Regions from separate parts of the Mus musculus genome. Here region 2 is linked to region 1. A link is a contact called in public HiChIP or PLAC-seq data. All regions are on one chromosome and are shown on one strand. Each heading gives the region's core, a stretch centred on a gene start, on an enhancer-like site or on the middle of the called end of the contact. The rest is flanking DNA. Distances are from core to core; before and after follow the strand shown. Region 1 overlaps Gm1604a (predicted gene 1604A). Region 2 overlaps Ccr6 (chemokine (C-C motif) receptor 6).

The links. HiChIP or PLAC-seq counts read pairs in DNA pulled down with a chosen protein or histone mark.
Region 2: an H3K27ac HiChIP or PLAC-seq map of regulatory T cells shows a contact between it and region 1, with 4 times the contacts expected there. The contact joins two enhancer-like sites. A contact is called at or near these places in 5 of 484 Hi-C or Micro-C datasets (B cells, the G1E-ER4 cell line, the HL-1 cell line and 2 more) and 1 of 115 datasets of contacts at active chromatin or transcription factors (regulatory T cells).

What each region holds. Positions count from the first base shown.
Region 1 is chr17:7,873,163-7,876,825 of GRCm38.p6, forward strand. All of the region lies in intron 5 of Gm1604a (predicted gene 1604A), which reads right to left. Among named protein-coding and RNA genes, the nearest start is that of AU041480, 38 kb to the left of the region's middle. Within about 2 kb of position 1,924, at least 110 of the 459 cell types and tissues checked have an H3K27ac peak or open chromatin away from gene starts, as enhancers often do. A contact at or near this core is called in regulatory T cells, where this site is marked.
Region 2 is chr17:8,253,065-8,256,727 of GRCm38.p6, forward strand. Ccr6 (chemokine (C-C motif) receptor 6) reads left to right here. Exons shown (of 3, transcript NM_001190333.1): 2 at 2,688-2,802; 3 at 2,899-3,663. The coding sequence starts at 2,901. Among named protein-coding and RNA genes, the nearest start is that of Gm33799, 18 kb to the right of the region's middle. Within about 2 kb of position 2,052, at least 36 of the 459 cell types and tissues checked have an H3K27ac peak or open chromatin away from gene starts, as enhancers often do. A contact at or near this core is called in regulatory T cells, where this site is marked.

The DNA.
Region 1 (3,663 bases), core at 674-3,173:
GCACAGCCCATCCAGCGAGCCTTTATACAGTTCTGAAAGCAGCAGCCATTAGGCACAATGTGATTGGCAGAACAGTGTAACTTTTAAATTGATTGGCCTTTAGGGAATGAGGTAGGTGGCCAACGGTCACAGAATGTGTCTATGAGCTCTGGGCCTCCCCTAGCCACCCACAGGTGGCCAGTGGTAAGCCCCACCTCCCTGAGGTCTGAGGACTGTAATTAGCCCCGCCCTTCCAGAGGGGAGGGGTGCCTATGCTCTTTATGACCCTTCTCTTTCAGGAGGGGAGGGGTCTGGTGGAATTTTCCAAAGTTTTTGGGCTGACCTCTTCAGTTCGGCAAACATTCCCATCTGTCCAAGACTGTTCCAACATTGAAAAGGCTGTAGCGACAGTTAGTGAGCCCAGGCATGCCACCCAGGACTGCAGCTGTCACTGTTCCAGGGCAGGGCCTGGCTGGATCCCTGCCATTCCCTTGACTTCCCCGACCAACTGCTTCCCCCCATCTCCACACAGGGGCTGGCTTGGCTTCAGGCTGGCCACAGTGAGAGAGGATTGGCGGTGGGAATGAATGAGGCCGCTTGCATGTGTGACAGAGAAGACAGACATGCAGGCCGGTGATAGGTTTGCAAGCAGTCCGGAGAATGGATGTGGGACACATGGAGAAAGAAAATTCCCCAATAGACGACAAACTCTGGTACCACAGCGTCGTTCCACGTGACAGCTGTGGGGTCAGCAGGCTGCTTGATTTCCCTTAGTTCCTTCTGCCATACGCGGGCCTGAATCTGGGAGAGCGTTTTGAGAACTGGAAGAGAACAAGAGGGAAGAGCACACGCCAGGCAGCCTAACAGGGAAGGTAGCCTCTGACGGTGGTGCAAAGTTGGCCTTAGGTTTGAAAACGAACCAGGCTTGGTTGCTGGTGCCTATCACCCCAGCTACAAGAGAGGCCGACGCCAGAGGATCAAAAGCTCATGGCCTGACCAGGCTGTAGAGTGAGTTCAAGGCCAGCCTGGGCGACTTAAGGGAATCTTGTCTCAAAGTAAAAACTAACACAGAGGACTGGGGTATAGCTCAGTGATAGAGCTCTGACCTAGCACGTGTGAAGTTTCAAAACATAAGCATGTGTGTGTACACACACACCACTTGGAAATGGATAGTAAGAAAGAGCCAGGAGAGTTCAGACACTCTGGACATAGTTCATGTAAGAGGAAGCTTGTACACACATGCACATGCGCGCGCGCACACACACACACACACACAGAGAGAGAGAGAGAGAGAGAGAGAGAGAGAGATATGCATACAGCAGTAGGAGCTGTGGAGAACGGAGGGTGCATGGTTTCCACTGAGGGTCTCCATATGCAGGGACCCCCAAGCCCTGCAGAAGACTAGACACACATCTGTGGTCTCCAGCCCTAGGCCCCAAGAACAGGTCTCCACTGCGGCTTTAGACGTCTGAAGCCAGTTTAACTGTGCTTCTCTCTGTTTGCGAAGGCACTCGGGACTTGGCATACTGAATCGCCACATCTTCCTTTATGCCAGACCCCCACAGTGGGATGAGGGGAGTCCCGGTGGCTTAGGCCCTACCTGGGCTCTCTGCTCCCCTGCACCCCTTCCACGGGCGCCTCTGACACTCTGCCTTTCCCTCTCCAGTGCTTTCTCAAAGCTCCCACAGACCAGGTCTGGCCACACACCGAACCACTTTCCGTAGCTTGAAAGAATGAGATAGCCCCCAGCCTGCCCCACTGTGGAAACGTGTCACTGGTAGAAAGACCACGGGCAGAGCAGTTTCCACACAGCTGCTATTGGCTACGTCACACATTTCCGACTTCAATGACTTTTAAAATTTCCCTGTCAGCCAGGGCACTGGCAGCCTTTGTTGTGAAACGCGGTTAACACGAGGCGCTAAGTTTGGGGTTTTCTTTATTCTTTTGGTGACACCACTCACTTCAGGTCTCTGTGTGTGTCAGAAAAGTAAATCCCCTGTGAGTGTACGGCTCAGCTGAGATCTCAGAGGAATGAAGAGAAAGGGGTAGGGGATGGTTGGGGGGGGGGGGCAAGGAAAATAGAAGAGAGAGGCTGGAAGAAGGCAGGCTAGCACCCTCCCCGCTGTCCACCTGGCAGAGCAAAGCGCTCACGGGAGGAAGCCTTTTCCTGGGCGTGGTTTGCTACGTATACATGTTCTCGAGTCAGACGAATATGAATCTGACAAGTGTTCTGTCCTTCACCCTCAGTATGGTTGATAACCTCCAACTGCAAACATTCATCCATTTTGCCAGTAGCAGCAGCAGCCCTCATATCAGCTGGATGTTTTCGTGGTCTTTATAATCACAGGAGGCTGGGACGGGCTGGATTGGAGCTTGTACCACCACCACCACTGTCCGGGACGAGGTATTTTAGGTGACACCGTTAGCACAGGAGGGAAGATTTGGCTTACTAGCTCTGTATAAGCAATTGGCAAGAGCACTGGGCTCAAATTCCTATGTGTGCTTTTGGACACGGGGAGACTTCTAGCAATTTCCACTGCCCCCTCAGGCATCAACCAATCATTTGTAGGTTGGCAATGTTGCTTAGGCGACGTGGCAGACTCCGAGGGGAGTAGGGAAAAGACTAAGTATTCCTCTCTAGTGGGGACTTATTTATACCTCAGATACAAGAAAACAACTGGTCACTTCCCCCGGGAGAAGATTCCTGAATACAGAACAGATTGAGTCCAAACTCAGCCACTAAAGGCAAACAAACTCCTATACGAATGGGCCATAGGCACCTTTCCTCTGTCTTCAACTAAAACTTTACGATGTAAGCTGAGCAGGCCAGGAAGCATTCCTGACCATCAGTTTAATTTCTTAAATGTGCTCCGTGACCTCAGATTAAGCACGCCCCAAAATGTGCTCACTGCCTACTTAAACCACGACCTTGAACTGGGCATGCGCAAGAATGTGCTCCTTAACTGAGCAGGCCCAGGAACAGACCAACCCCTACAGGAATACGGAAAGGCTCCCAGAATAAAAGTCCCTGATTTACCCCCCCCCGGGGGGGCGTGGCTTTGGGAGTAGCTGCCCTGCTCTTGCCTGTTGAGTGAAATACCCGCCCCCCCCCCACCCCCAGGCTTACTTATTTGGACTTTACACCCACCAAGACACAAACCCATTGTCTCCGGCTACATCTGTCCCATTCTCTCCCCAGGGGCTCAGTAACCTTTAGCAAGCACTGAAACCCCCAGTCGCAGCCCGCCCAGGCTTTCCTCTGGGCTGTGTCATTTATCTACAGAGCTAGGCACTGAGGCAGTGGGAGGTGTCTAGTGGGTGGAAAGGCCAGAGAACAAAGTTACAGAGGTGAGTGGTACGCTGTCACTGGTGGTCAAACGCAAAAACTCACAATAGAAGGGATTCTTAGTGTTTGCCTTTTAAATAATAGGAAATGGTAATTTGACTAAAAAACATTTTTTTCTATGTAAAAGATTTGCCTGAGTTTTGACATCTTTAAGATGGAAGAGATTCTGAAAAAACAAGACAATGGGTAACTGTCTCCGCTTCCCCTCCTTACAAACACACACACACACACACACACATACACACGCACGCACGCACGCACGCACGCATGCATACACACGTGGACATGAACTCACACACACATGCCCATGTGCACGCATAAATTGCATAGAGGCGTGT
Region 2 (3,663 bases), core at 802-3,301, 380 kb after region 1:
TTTGGCAGTTTTCAAGGTAGCGTTACTGGGCATAATCACACACAGTTATTGAAGCCAACCATTCACAGGTTTTGACATACATGTAGCCACGCATCAACGATTCTGCTGTGTGGGAACACGAGGCACTCGGGATCCCCCTGGGCATTTACGTTCTTCCCAGTTTAGAGCTGTTTTAGAAGGACCTTCTCTAAAAATTCAAGTTAGTTAGAGTTTTTGCCTCTTGCCTGGGTGAATGCTAGCAGCCAGTTACTGGTTCACACAGCCAGTGCACAGCCAGTGTTACATGAGGCGCACACTCTTTGGTCTACATGCTCGTGTGACCTCCTGTTCCCCCACAGCCAGCCAGTACATCTGCAGCTGTCCCAGGTCTTTGCAGATACCCTGGCCTTCCCTGATCATCTTTGTGTTCATCCATTCACACATATGTCAGGTATGTGGTATGTCAGGGGGGTTGTGACTTAGCCTCCCCAACAATGGACAGTGGTCAACATCTTGTGTGCATATTGACCATCCCATATTTTCTCGAGTGTCTTTCAGGTGTGGACTAGTTGGGATTCTTCGTAAGGTCTGGATGTGACCAGATATTAGCTTGCAAATGTTATTTTCCAATTCAAATATTTTTTTCATTTCTATGTATTTTGCAAACAGCAGATTAAATACAAGTTATCATTATTACTTTACAGTATATGCTCTCCCCACTTTTTAAAATAATTCATATTTTATGTGCATTGATGTTTTGCCTGCATGTATGTCTGAGTGAGGGTGTCAGATCCCCTGGAACTGGGGTTACAGACAGTTGTGTGCTGTGGTGTGGATTCTGGGAATTGAACTGGGGTCCTCTGGAAGAGTAACCAGTGCTCTTAACCACTGAGCCATCTCTCCAGACCCTGTTTTTCACAATTTATGTAGGAAAATTCTTCTGTTCCTTGGGTTACCAAGGTTGTCTTATGTTTTCCTTTAAATGTTGTCTGTCTCTGATCTTGCATTTAGAGCTACAACCAGTTTGAGTTCATTTTTCTTGTGGTGGTGGGGGGGGGGTAAGGCACAGCTTTTTCACATAAAATCCAGCTGTATCAGTACCATTATTTCAAGACAGTTTTTCCACCATGGACTTTCCTTGGCACTTTGTTCAAAACTCAGCTATTTATATATGGCTCATTTCTGGGCTTTGTGTTGGTCCCATGGATGCTGGCTCTTGCCTTCTCCTTCATCAGCATCCCCTGACCTGACACTGAGGCATCCTGATTTTCACAAGGAGGCTGTGTGAATCCTCCAACTCTGTTTCCTCTCTTGAATTCATTGTAGAATGAGAATCAGTTAGCCAGCTGCTCTATGTAAAAACCCCCAGGGCTTTGACTTAGTTTGTGGTATGCTTACATAAACATTTGTGAAGAAATGTGTCTGTCCAATGCTAGACATCTCTCTCCTGAATACCTTCTCTCAGCTATTAAGATTTTTCAGCATATAAATCTTATTTACAAATGTGTTATGGTTCTTTTTAATCTCTCCCTCCACCCCTCCCCCTCTCTCCCTGTTCTCCCTCCCTCTCTCTACTGCCCTCCCTCCCCCTCTTTCCTCCTCTTGCCCTTTTCTTCTAGCCTCCCTCCCTTCTGCCCTCCTTCCCTCCCTTCCTCCCTCTCTCTTCTTCTTCCTCCTGTTTTCTCTCCCTTGCTCCCTTCTGCCTTCCTTCTTTCCACCCCCTGTTCTCCCTACCTCCTGCCCACCTCCTCTCCCTCCCTCCCTTCCTTCCTCCCTCCCTCCCTCTCTCCCTCCTCTCTTCCTTTCTTCCTTCTCTCCTTCCCTCTCTCCCTCCTTCTCTTTCTCTCTCTCCCTCCCTCCCTCCCTCCCTCCTGCTGTCTTCTTTCCTTCAGGATCTTAATTTATCTTTTGCTATTTATTTTGATTTTTCAAGACAGCCTCACTATATATCCCAACTGGTTTTGAACTCACTATCCTCCTGCCTCAGTCTCCTGAGTGCTAAGGTTACATGCATGCCTCACCACACTTTGCTTCTAGCTTTCAGTTTCTATATTGTCTTGCTAGGGCAGAATCATTATGGCTTCATGCTCGAGGCCTGTGTCTCTTCAGGATGTTCATCCTAGTAAGCTTATACCACACGCATGCAGATGCCTTCAGAGGCCAGAATAGGGCATTGCATCCCCTGGAACTGGAGTTATCACTATGAGTCCCCTGACATGGTACTGTGTGGTTTCTGGGAATCAAACCCAGGTCCTCCAGAAGAGCAGCGGGTTTTCTTAACCTCTGAGCCATCTCTCCAGTCTTTGAATCATGGGCTTTAATCCACATCTAGATAGCTAGCGCAGATAGATTTTTGTTCTGTGAGATTTTCTCATATACAATTAACTGGAATTTTGGGTGAAGACCTATGCAGATCATTTTTTTTCTTGATATGACTTTTCTTAGGCCAAAGATTACAAACTGGCAATTAACTGTCAATGCTAACCAGTTCATTTACGTGTTCCTTATGGCCATTTCCGAGTCACCGAAGCCAGACTGTCACTGAGAAAGAGCCCCCAGTGTTTGCTCTCAGGCTCAGAAGTGACCAGGAAAGCCCGTGACGTGGGTATTTTCACATTGAGCGCCATGCATTGCAGTGTGTTCTGATGGGGTAGAATGTTCCAGAACACAGCATGACTGGGGCACACTTTGCCTTTTCTTTCCCCCAGCTTCACCTCTGCTCTCCCGACATCTGCACTAGTGAGAGTGTGGTTGAACTGCCCACTTCCCTTTCTACACCAGATCTGGCTCTCCCATCCACATAGAGAACCACGCCTGCCTGGGGTGAGAATCTACTTTATCTTGGCAGGGACTCTGGCATGGCTAGGTGTGGTTGCTTGAAATCACACTGTCACGATTTCTATTTTCATTATCATTCAGGAATGAATTCCACAGAGTCCTACTTTGGAACGGATGATTATGACAACACAGAGTATTATTCTATTCCTCCAGACCATGGGCCATGCTCCCTAGAAGAGGTCAGAAACTTCACCAAGGTATTTGTGCCAATTGCCTACTCCTTAATATGTGTCTTTGGCCTCCTGGGCAACATTATGGTGGTGATGACCTTTGCCTTCTACAAGAAAGCCAGATCCATGACTGACGTCTACCTGTTGAACATGGCCATCACAGACATACTCTTTGTCCTCACCCTACCGTTCTGGGCAGTTACTCATGCCACCAACACTTGGGTTTTCAGCGATGCACTGTGTAAACTGATGAAAGGCACATATGCGGTCAACTTTAACTGTGGGATGCTGCTCCTGGCCTGTATCAGCATGGACCGGTACATTGCCATCGTCCAGGCAACCAAATCTTTCCGGGTACGCTCCAGAACACTGACGCACAGTAAGGTCATCTGTGTGGCAGTGTGGTTCATCTCCATCATCATCTCAAGCCCTACATTTATCTTCAACAAGAAATACGAGCTGCAGGATCGTGATGTCTGTGAGCCACGGTACAGGTCTGTCTCAGAGCCCATCACGTGGAAGCTGCTGGGTATGGGACTGGAGCTGTTCTTTGGGTTCTTCACCCCTTTGCTGTTTATGGTGTTCTGCTATCTGTTCATTATCAAGACCTTGGTGCAGGCCCAGAACTCCAAGAGGCACAGAGCAATCCGAGTCGTGATCGCTGTGGTTCTCGTGT